2 separate regions of the Mus musculus genome follow, and region 1 is linked to region 2. A link is a contact called in public promoter capture Hi-C data. All regions are on one chromosome and are shown on one strand. Each heading gives the region's core, a stretch centred on a gene start, on an enhancer-like site or on the middle of the called end of the contact. The rest is flanking DNA. Distances are from core to core; before and after follow the strand shown.

What was found. Capture Hi-C pulls out chosen DNA fragments and counts their contacts.
Region 1: a promoter capture Hi-C map of pancreatic islet shows a contact between it and region 2. The contact joins two enhancer-like sites. A contact is called at or near these places in 1 of 484 Hi-C or Micro-C datasets (pancreatic cancer cells) and 2 of 9 other capture datasets (adipose tissue and pancreatic islet).

The regions. Positions count from the first base shown.
Region 1 is chr10:43,525,829-43,531,567 of GRCm38.p6, reverse strand. Mtres1 (mitochondrial transcription rescue factor 1) reads left to right here. Exons shown (of 4, transcript NM_026411.2): 3 at 898-970. Among named protein-coding and RNA genes, the nearest start is that of Mtres1, 12 kb to the left of the region's middle. Within about 2 kb of position 3,782, at least 92 of the 459 cell types and tissues checked have an H3K27ac peak or open chromatin away from gene starts, as enhancers often do. A contact at or near this core is called in pancreatic islet, where this site is marked.
Region 2 is chr10:43,437,804-43,443,486 of GRCm38.p6, reverse strand. It overlaps Pdss2 (prenyl (solanesyl) diphosphate synthase, subunit 2), which reads right to left. Exons shown (of 8, transcript NM_027772.2): 8 at 3,239-3,688. The coding sequence ends at 3,530. Among named protein-coding and RNA genes, the nearest start is that of Bend3, 38 kb to the left of the region's middle. Within about 2 kb of position 3,621, at least 95 of the 459 cell types and tissues checked have an H3K27ac peak or open chromatin away from gene starts, as enhancers often do. A contact at or near this core is called in pancreatic islet, where this site is marked.

The DNA.
Region 1 (5,739 bases), core at 2,533-5,032, 88 kb before region 2:
TGGCCTACAACTCACTGAAATCCTCCTGCTTCAGCCTCCAGGTAGGATTAAGGTCTGTGTCCAGCACTGTGCCTAGGCCCAGCGTGCAGGAGGCTGTTGTGCGTGGATTTGAGCTGTGACAAACACCGTGTCCCATGCAGCGCCTTCACAGGGGTGGGAGGGTGGATGCTGAGGTGCCTTTAGTGCAGCCATTCTCTCTGCTGGGTGCTGCTAGTGACCAAAGTGTGGGTTCACTCTCTGTTCTCTGTCATTGATGGGGATAGCCAAGGTAAGAAGAGCAAATTGAAGATTTCCGTATGTAATTTGTATCTTTTGTGGCATCACTAATTGTGTCCTTTACTGTTTGAATCCACAGAACATATAAGACTGTAGGCCCTGCTTTGAGCATCCTGATCAGGATTGCTGGTTGCTGTCTGACATCTGGCCAACTCCTCTAGGGCCTGAATGCTGGCTGCTCCCTTTATTAAGCAGAGCCAGGTGTCAGTCATCTGGAGTCAGGTCACCAGGGGGTTAAATTCAGAGGTGAATGGCTGTTTGATTGGAATTACTCCGCCCTGGGTGCACACAGGCAGTTCCATATGTGTGGTGCCTGGTTTTGCACTCTTGAGTGCCAAGCAGGTAGCTGAGGGGCAGGAAACCCCCCTTTCATTCTGACCATTGTGACTCATGAGCAGCCACCTGCCTGAGAAGCAGCGAGCCTTTTCAGAGTCAGAAGTACCCTGTGGTCTCCTGTTAGATGCCCGTCAGTGATGGCCGCTTTCACTTCGTGACTTTCGTCCAAGCGCAGGGTGCTGTGGGGACTCACCGAGCAGACGCTAACAGCAGCTGCTTTTCTCAAAGCTGTGTGATCATTGAGTGATTTCAATTTTAAGTGGTTTTTTTTTTTCTTTTTAATAGCAAAGTAGAAGATGCATTCTACAAAGGTGAACTCAGACTGAATGGGGAGAAGTTGTGGAAGAAAAGCAGAACGGTGAGCCAAACCGCCGCCATGACAGCCCCACGGTCCTGTCTGTCGCTCTGCTACTCAGTGCTGTCCCTGTGACTCCCTGGGGGCCCTGGTGCCTTCTCTGAGGTCCTCTGAGTCCTGGTCATGCTTGTGGGAACCACCTACAGGCCACTGTCTCTTCTCGGCCATTGAGTCCTGAGAAGAATTTGGAATCAGCCACCCTCAGGACTGCGGCCATCCTTACTCAGACATCTAGGTATTAACGTTAGCCCCATGGAATCATGGCAAGTAGATGACACGGGAAAGGTTGACCAAGCAGGGTCACCTAAGCAGGGGTGTGACTCTGGTCACTTCAGCAGGGGCTCTCCTTGGAGCTCTGCTTTCTGACAGGCAGCTGGCAAAAAAGATGCCCCTCATTTCCCAACAAGTTCGTATTAGCACTACTAATTGAAAGACATGGAGCCAGGGTGGTGACACCTTGTCACCCCAGCACTGAGTGGAAGGCTGAGGCCAGAATGTGGGTCCCAGGTCAGCCAGGGCTGCACAGTGAGACTGTGTCTCAAAAAATAAACCACACAAGCTGGTGAGATGGCTCAGTGGGTTAGAGCACCCGACTGCTCTTCCAAAGGTCCAGAGTTCAAATCCCAGCAACCACATGGTGGCTCACAACCATCTGTAACAAGATCTGACTCCCTCTTCTGGAGTGTCTGAGGACAGCTACAGTGTACTTACATATAATAAATAAATAAATATTTTAAAAAATAAAATAAAATAAACCACACAAAACCCCCAACTGATAAAAGGAGGTACTTCCAACATTTGCTGTGTAACATGTCTCTCTGTCTGCCTGCCTGTCTGCCTGCCTGTCTGTCTGTATCTTTCTGTTTCTCTCTCTCACACACACAGATACAAACATACACACACTCGTGTAAAAGTAAAATTCTGTTAAACAGTGTTCTTAGTGCACGTATGTAAAGCCGCACTCGGGAAATGGAGAAACGGGGATCAGGAGTTCTAGGTCAGCCTGGGCTACCTGAGATGCTGTCTGCACACATACACATACACACACATACACACATAAACACACACACACACAAAGGCAGAGTCAGGAAGACTGCCACAGATTCAGCCAGCCAGATCTGCTCATCTCATCTAGTTCCAGGCTGGCCAAGACTATCTTAACAACAACAACAAAATAATGTATTCATATGTTCAATATGCTCCATATATTTTGAATTAAATATTACTCATATTTATCTTAAAATAGGTTTTTATGGGATATTATTAAGCTTTCAAATGTATTAAGCTTTCTTTGTGCTTGAGTGTCTTGCTTGTGTGCGCGTGCGCATGCAGTCCTGTGGAAGTCAGAAGACCCCCCTGGCACTAGAGTTGCAGGTGATTGGTTGTGAGCCACAGTGATTTCTGGGAACCACACCAGGGTCCTTTGCAATAGCAACAGGCAGCTGGCCGGAAGATGCTCTTAACTGCTAAGCCGCCCCTCCAGCTGTAGTCATTTTCTTCATGCCTTTTATATTTTGAATTTTATTTTTTTAATTTATTTTATGTATATAAATGCCTGCAAATATGTTTGTGCATAATTATGCCTGCTGCCCACAGAGGCCACAAGAGGGTACCAAGTCTCCCAGAGCTGGAGTTAAGGATGGTTGTGAGCCGCTGTGGGAGTGCTGGGTACCAAGTCCAAGTCTGCAAGAGCAACAACTGTGCCTGGCTGCCGCGCCAACTCCCCAGCTCTCCTCTATTAATTTCCTTCATGCCTTTTATTTTCCAGCTTAAAAAAAATATATTTAGTTGGGGAGTGGGGAGTGTAGGACATGCATGTCACGGCATGGATGTAGGTGGAGGTTAGAGGACAGCGTGAAGCAGTGGCTTCTTTCCCACCAACCCTCCATGTTGGTTTCAGGGACAGAACTCGGTCGTCAGGCATTGCTGCAAGGTGCCGGGCCTGGCTGCCTCACCCTCCCTCTGAGATACAGATAATGAGGTTTTTGTGTATTTGAGACAGGGTCTCACTAAGTAAGACTAGGCTGGCCTGAACTCAGAGAGATCTGCCTGCCTTTGCCTCACGGATGTTCTACCATGGTTTTTAACCATGAGATTATCACTTAACAAAACTCAATAAGGAAAATGTAAGAAAGCTTTAATTAAAAGTTTGGAAGTGGGACTAGGGACGCAGCTCTCCTGTAGGGTGCCTGCCGAGCATGTGAAAGAAGCCCCAGGTTCAAGCATGCGGCAGGCGGAAGGGTGAGAAATTCAAGGGCATCCCCGCTTGAATCTGAGGCCAGCCTGAGATGTGTGACACCTGTCTGGGGATAGAGGGTGGCTTAAAACCTATGGCCCTTGCTTGGAAGCGTAACCCATCAGCACTGAGGGGTAATGAGGAGGCAGACGGTTTTGAAGGGTGGTTTTTATTCTCCTTTCATGTTCCGAGGCCTGCTAGGGCAGGATCTGAGCTACCTGGAGTTGCCCTGGGGTGTGGAACAGGAAGTGTGTCTGTCATGTGTGCATCGGTGAACATTGAGACTTTGAGTGCCTGCTCCTGGGGATGATGTAGTCCATTGTTGCTGCCTGTGTGGACACAGAGAGATGGCCTCCATTCTTGTCTCACCTGTTAGTCGAGGCCCGGGAGCTCTGATAACCTTGGCTGGCAGGTGCAGGATGACCCGGCAGCCATTGTTCAGTGAGCTGCACAAAAGCCACTGCTCCAGATGGGCCTTCTCCACCCTTCTCTATTGCTTTCTGGGCTGTGGCTGGGCTGCAGTACCTCTGGATGCCCTCCTGGCTGGACTCATTTGCAAACTCCATAAGCCTGTTTTTCTTCCCCTGCTTTGAGGTATTGTTAGCTGCAGCCTAATTGCTCTGCTCCTCCTGCCTTGGGTGTTCTGTTGCCTCAGCCGCTTTCCAGATTCCTCCTGAGGGTCAGCAAAGGCAGAGGCCGGCATTAACACTAGCTCCCTGCCTCGTTACTAAGAAGCCTGGTAGCCATAGAAACTGCAGCTAAGCAGAGATTTGAAATGTAGATATTTGAAACAGCCCCTAACCCCAGCCAGTTTTGCTTTGTGTCTTGAGAGGACCAGGCCTTGGATGGGACTAAATAAAGCATGCCTGCTTCCCCAGCCTGCTCCGTGGAGCCAGAGCCTGGCCACAGGCCCTGAGGTCCAGCTTGTCTGGTGCTGCAGCTCAATCCCTCTGTTCCCCGCCTGCCACTGAGCAAAGCTTTTGTGTGTTCTGCAGTCTAGGCGGGGTCCAGAGTGCACGGTGCTGTGTTAACCCTGCTCTGCGGAGGTGGCTTGAGAAGCCAAAGTGTGGGGACTCACTCACACACCCTGCCTTAAACTCCCCTCCCAGGAGCTGGCTGCACTAAGAGCAAACATTGTCTGAGCCCTAGAAGGAAGAAATGTCATCACTTTTTTCCCCTTTCCCTTTTAAAAACACTTTTATTAGCACATATTAATTATTCATAATAACATTTCATTTTTCATGCCTGTGTGCAATATGTTTTGATTGTATTCACCTCTCCATTAATCTCTCTTGGGCCCCACGCCTGACTTCCTTCCTTTCCCCTTTATACTCTTGCAGTGTCTACTCCTTCCTCTTCCCCTCCTCTTCCTCCTTTCCTGTCTCCTTCAACTTTTTTTTTTTTCTGTAATATGATCTCACTAAAAACTTGCAGCAATCCTCCTGCCTCTGCTGGGTTTATAGGCATGAGCAACCATATCCAGCCTAAGTAACTGGGTTGGTGAGATGGCTCAGCAGACAGCGGTGCTTGCTGCCAAGCCTCGTAACTAAAGTCCCTTCCCTGAGCCCATGTGGTTGAAGGAGAGAACAGCTCTGCAGAGGTTTCAAGTTCCACACAGTGTGTCCCACACCCCAAACTAAATGGTTTCGAAATTTTTAAGTTAGGGGCTCGAGATGGCTCAGCAACTAAAAGTGCTTGCTGCTCTTGCAGAGGTTCCAGGTTCGATTCCCAGTACCACATGGTGGCTGACAACTGCCTGTGCTGCAATTCCAAGAGCTCCATTCTACCTGTGACCTTCAGGGGAACCAGGCGTGCACATGGCACCTAGCCATCCACGCAGGCCGATGCCCACACACAAATGCATCTAAAAGACGGAAGTGACTGAATGAAATGGACCAGTTTCTAAGCTGTGCATGACCGCTTATGGGGGGGGGGGCTTGGTTTCTTGTTTGTCTTAGTATACTCATTTTAAAATCTGTAAATAACTTATTTTATGTGAATGGGTGTTTTGCCCACATGTGTGTCTGTGCAGCATGTGCACAGCAAGGCAAACAAGAACAGTGACCACTGTTAATCACTGAGCAATCCCTTCAGACCCTTCAACAGAGTCAGCGGCCCACATATGAGATGCTTTACTCAATAGAAGCTGGGTGGGGGTTCGGGGTGGGGGAGGGGGAGCACCATGCTCTTTCTGGCTTATATTTTGGCAGAAACAGCAGCGTGTAGCCAGGCTGTTTTGAGCACCTCCTGAGTTCCTGGCCAGATTCTCTAATGAGCTGAGTGAACCAGGTATCTGCCAGGTGTTGCCATGTGCCAAACATGGACCAAGTCCTTGCAGAGGGCCTGGTGGTAACATGGCTCTCCAGGGTGACAAGCTTTAGCAGCAAGTCCTCTGGTAAGGTTAGTTTGGCCTCAGCTCCTGGAGCCAACTCGCCTCTTGTGTGCTGTCCACCTCTGTGGTCTGAAGCTGGTCTCTTTCCATGAGTCTCTCTCATGGGGCAGCCAGCAACCATGATGACTGATGTCTATGAAACTG
Region 2 (5,683 bases), core at 2,372-4,871:
GGGTGCTGGGAATTGATTGATGAGCCATCTCTCCAACCCTTTGTTTATCTGAGACGGGCTTGCCGGGGCTCTCTGTAGCCTAGGCTGGTCTAGAGTTTGTAGCATTCCTCTTGTCTTGGCTTCCTCGGTGCTGGGATGGTAAGTATTGTAAACTAGAACTCTAGCTGGCCCCCTCCTCTCCCTCCCCCTTTGTGTTCAATGCTGTGAAATCAGACCGAGCCTCTTTGTGGACTGAGCTGTATTCCTACACTGTTTCTGTTTTCTCTTTTTCTGTCTGGGTTTACGGGGTTTCTGTGCTAGGCTTTGTAGTTCTGTTGATGATATTTGCTTGTGTATTGTATATTTAGGAGGGAGCTCAGGTTGTCCTGGCTGGCCGCTAACTCCTCATGTAGACGAGGCTACCCCTGATGCCTGATCCTCTTGTCTCTGCCTCCCGCGTGCTGGGGTTTCCGCCTAGGGCTTTGCTAAGCTTCCGAGGACGCCTTGGATTTACTGTCTTCTGATGTAGCTGGAATTACAGGCTTACTCCACCAGGCCTGACAAAATGCTCCATGTGTAGCCCTGGCTGTCCTGGAACTCACTCTGTAGACCAGGCTGGCCTCGAACTCAGAGATCCTCCTGCCTCTGCCTCCCAAGGCGTGTGCCACCACATCCGGCTCTACTATAGTGTTCTTATTATAGCACTGAATCTAGCCTTGCCACGCATGCGAGGTAAGCATTTTACCACTTAACCGTATCTCCAGCCTTGAAACAAGTATTCCCTTTGTAAACTTTTATTATTTGTGTTATAGAATTTTATTATGTGTGTATGTGTGGGGGGAGGGGTCAGAAGACAATCATATACAGTTTGTTCTTCCTTTTGTTTTTGAGACAGGGTTTCTCTGTGTAGCCCTGACCGTCCTAGAACTCACTCTGTAGACCATGCTGTCCTCAAACTCGTAGATCTACCTTCTTCAGCCTCCTCGGTGCTGGAGTACACTGTTGCCTGGCCTTTCCTTTCACCTTTATACAGTTCTAGGGATTGCATTTAGGTTACCTGCCTTGCACAGCAAGTGACTTTATGTGCTGAGCTATATCACTGGCCCTGAAACCAAGATTTTTTTTTAAAGATTTATTTATTTATTATATGTAAGTACACTGTAGCTGTCTTCAGACACTCCAGAAGAGGGCATCAGATTTTGTTACAGATGGTTGTGAGCCACCATGTGGTTGCTGGGATTTGAACTCCGGACCTTTGGAAGAGCAGTCGGGTGCTCTTACCCACTGAGCCGTCTCACCAGCCCCCGAAACCAAGACTTTTAATTGAAGGTTTTGTTTTGTTTTGAGACAGGGTTTCTCTGTGTTGCCCTGGCTGTCCTGGAACTCACTTTGTAGGCCAGCCTGGCCTTGAAACTCAGAAATCTGCGTGCTTCTGCCTCCCGAGTGCTGGGATTAAAAGCGTGCACCACCAGGCCCAGCTTTTTTTTTTTTTTTTTTTTTTTTTAAGGAGGAGACAGAATAGAGGTCACAGAAGCTCTTGGAAGACAAAAGAGAGGTAGAAAGATCCCAAAGAAGCAAAGGTGGGTGTTGAAATACAGGAATCCAGGACCATGTCACATGTCATATAAGGGCAGATGGAATGGTTTAGGTCATGTGAGGAGACTGGACGTTTAGCTGCCTGTCAGAGCTTCCAAGATCCCCCCCTCCCCCCCTATCTCATGCAGCATGTTTACTAGGTCATCAGAAATGGTGAACTTTGCATGTTTTCAGACAGGGTCTTTTTCGTCCAAGCTGGCCTCTGAACTCACTATGTAGCTTAGCCGGGCTGCCTCTGCCTCCCAAAGTGCTGGGAGTGGCCACTCCAGTGTGACAGTCACTCATACACAGATCTGGAAGGCACTCATTCATTTCCTATCATCTCCTGTTACAGGAGAGGAAATTGAGGTGAGAGGGGAGTGACTTTTGACCACACAGAGAAACAGATCCGAGGCGTGGGGTAGGCTCCTTCTCAGGAAAGTTAATGATTAGAACCTACTCAGAGCTATAGCATTGTCACCATAGTTACTAATTAAGCCATGCTCACTGAGAAGACTCGCTTCAAACAGACAAGTGCAATGCTCTATGGGCAATCTATAGATTGTGGTAGTGTGACCCAGTCACTTATCTTGGAGTCCACTCATAACAGCTTAACCTCTGTGGGCTTACACGTCCTCCTCACTGCAGGCCACAGGAGGGCCTGCTTCAAACTTTTGGGAGGAGGAATTCAACTAAGATGACTTCCCTAGTGTTTGAGCAGAGTAGGTAATACAATCTGCTTCCCGTGTTTTCTGTCTCCAGATAGGGCTGTAATTACACACAGGAGGAGGAAAGGCAGTCGAGACCAGTTATGTAAACTCAGCCTTCTTGTCAACGGGATTCTCCGATTGCATTTGTGCAAACCACGGCAACCGTCTGCCAACCGCATGGAGCCAGAATCCGATTGCAGGCCTATGTGAGCGCTTGTATTCTTTCTGGAACTCAGTGTCTGTGTCTCAATATCAAAAGTTGACATTCTGAGGTTAAAACAAAACTCTCACCAACCAAGGCCCAGTACTACAGTTACACTGCTGAAAGCTGGGGACACCAGAGGGAGTCCCCCAGACAAAGTGTCATAAATGGATACGTGGCTTTTGAAATATAGAAACTGGCCTTTGAATTGTATCTTTTTTGTTTGTTTTCCAGACAGGGTTTCTCTGTGTAGCTCTGGCTGTCCTGGAACTCACTCTGTAGACCAGGATGGCCTCGAACGCAGAGATCAGCCTGCCTCTGCCTCCCGAGTGCTGAGATTAAAGGTGTGTGCCACCATGCCAAGCTTGAAATGTGTCCTAAATTTGATCTTTAAGAAAGAAAGGCAGACACTTTCTTATACAATTGAGTCAACACTTGGTAACATTTTAATATTCAATTTCAAGTATTTGGCAGCTTAACATCTCCTTCACTTCTCCCAAATCTGATAAGAACTAGGATGCCCAAGCCTCTCACACTATATGCACATGATTTCAAGACAGCAGGCAACACAGACTTTTGCTTAATGCGTTGAGGTCTTCTCCACTACGACAGACTGGTCATTGGTGTTGATGTGTCCCCCAGAGCTGGCATCCAGTGCTTCGCTCGACACCTGCAGCTTCCAGCTTGCTCTGTCCTCTGTGGAAGGAAAACCACAGCCACCGCCCTGGCGCCATCCCGGGCTTGGTCCAATCAATAAGGACTTATTTCCTGTCCATTTGCTGAGGTCACGGGAGCGAGTCTCATTAATTATTTCTGTTGCTGAAGCCTCAAGTGTGCTCTGGCGTGACAAGTGAAAACCGCGTGACCTTTTTCCTTCTCGTTTTGTTTGTAGTGGTTCCAAAGGATAGATTCATTAAGCAGTCAGATAAAGGACAGAAAAAAAAAATACATATATTTCTAAAGTCATTAAACACGTTACTTATTTCATCACCAAAAGCTCTCCTGTCCGCCTCATTCTCTGGGTTTTTCAGCTAAGGAACAATAGTGTCTTTTTAATTTGGTGTCAAGAAAATCTGGTCACAGCAAACACAATGTTTTCTAAAGCCGATCTGGCCTCTGAGGGAGGGAAGCTCTCCAGGGCCTCTAGTGCCTTGTTTCCATGGTAACGACACAGGTCAATAGCTGAAGTCACACCTTTGCCAGCTTTGATTGTTTCTCGCAACTGTTAGGAAATAAATGCACAATAAGTCAGGTTTTGGTTGTACAGTGAGGACCACAATTTAACTGGGGGTGGGAGTGAGGGACAGGAAACACGTAAATCCAGTATTTCTGCTCTCTCGTCTGGAGAAAGAGGACAGGTTTCCAGGTGCTCTCCAGACACCATCACCTCCCTAAGGCTACGGGAGCCTCGCTCCAGAGCAGCACAATGGCTCCAATCAGCCCAATTACAGCTCCTCTCACAGCCACCCCTTGATCTGCACAGAGTCCCATGCTGGGAAGGCAGTAATGAAGGCCAAGCTGTGGTATCTCTGGCATTTGGAATTCAACAGCGAATTCAACAGCCTCTATTTTATGTGTGTGTGTGTGTGGGAGGGGGTGGGGGGTGGGGAGGGAGGAGGAGCCTCCATTAACATCTTCAAACTTAAAAAAAAAACAATTCAAACACCTTATGTTGATACAATAATCAAAATTCAAGAAAAACACATATTATTAAATCTGAGTATGACTTATTTAAAAACAAAAATATTTTCCTCGGGAAAATGGAACAAAGCATTTTTGCTAATGTAGTGGTTCTCACCAGCCAGCAAATTGACTTCCGGTCTCTCTCTGTGACCAAAGAAAGAACCAAAGGGTCTGACGGGCAATGCTCACCTTTAATTCCAACACTTGGAAGGCAGAGGCAGGTGGATTTCTGTGAGTTAGAGGTCAGCCAGGACTACATGGCCAGACTCTATTTCAAAAAACAAACCAACAAACAGAAAAACAAAGAGGGGGCTGCAGATTTGCCTTGGCCTGCACTCTCCTCCATCTCTGGCGGCTCCCCAAAGCTTCCACAGGCAGCTAGCTGCACGCATATGCGCCAGGCCATACAAGTGACTAGCAATAACATCTTAAAAACACTAAACAAAATCATTATAGTTGTAGTTGGAAAAGGCTTCATCTTTTGAACTTAAATGACCTTGTCCTGTTCAATAGTCTCAGTGAGGGTCTCCCTCACTCCCTCACCTAGGCACCAGGCAGTCCCTGGCTAGCTCACCTGAGGCCAACTCCTCTGACTCTTAGAGACTGGGTGGGGCCAGGTAGTAAGACCCAGTCTATGAGTCATGGAAGATGCATGCTATGGACGGGATGCAGCACGGAACTGTCCGTGGGAATCCCTCTAGGGCTTTCCCTCTGGCGCTGGGGTAGCCCCACAGCAGAGATATTCTACTGCCTGGATACCTGAGTCACAGCAGGGAGCATTACAGCCTTCCTGTGAACGTTTCCTTTTCGTTTTCTGAGACAGGGTTTCTCTGACCTGGATATCCTGCCAGGAAGGTGCTGGCTGTCCTGGAACTCAGAGAGCTGCCTGCCTCTACTTCCTGAGTGCTGAGACTAACAGACAGCATTGCCACCGCTGGACGGATGTGGACATCTTCACTGACAGTCAGCAAGCCCTCATCTCTGCAGCTCCTTTGAGCTCTTTGATTTTCTACTTTTTAAACTGTGCTACACTGGGGTTCTCATCTTCCCCCCAGCTAGGTTATTTTCACATCCTAAAGATCCTTCCCAAGCTCCATCCACATTGCCACACTGCCAAAAAGGTTTATAAATCAAATACGGTCTCGTCTAAAATCTGTCACTGCCTTCCGACAGCCTTAGCAGTTCAAGTTCCCCAGGAGGAACAAGAGTCCTCTCTCCAGTCCCTCCCAGCTTCGTTTTTCTCCCTTCTGTCTTCTGCTCATGTATTAAGGGGAGCTAGCCGCAGTTTTCAGAGCTGACACACTGGCTCCCTTGGGGTTGCCGGTCCACTCCTAGTAAGCCCCTCCCACCCGGATTCTACCTGGGTGGAAGGCACTCAGCCACCCAGGACGATGGCACCAGGGACCAGCTGCTCTTCTCCCTCTGGAGTAGCCTGTGTGCTTCTGGAGTACAGTTACTACAGTGTTGTACTTTAATGTTCTACTCACGTACTGACTTCCCTGTGAGACTTTAAGCTACATACTGTATAATACAT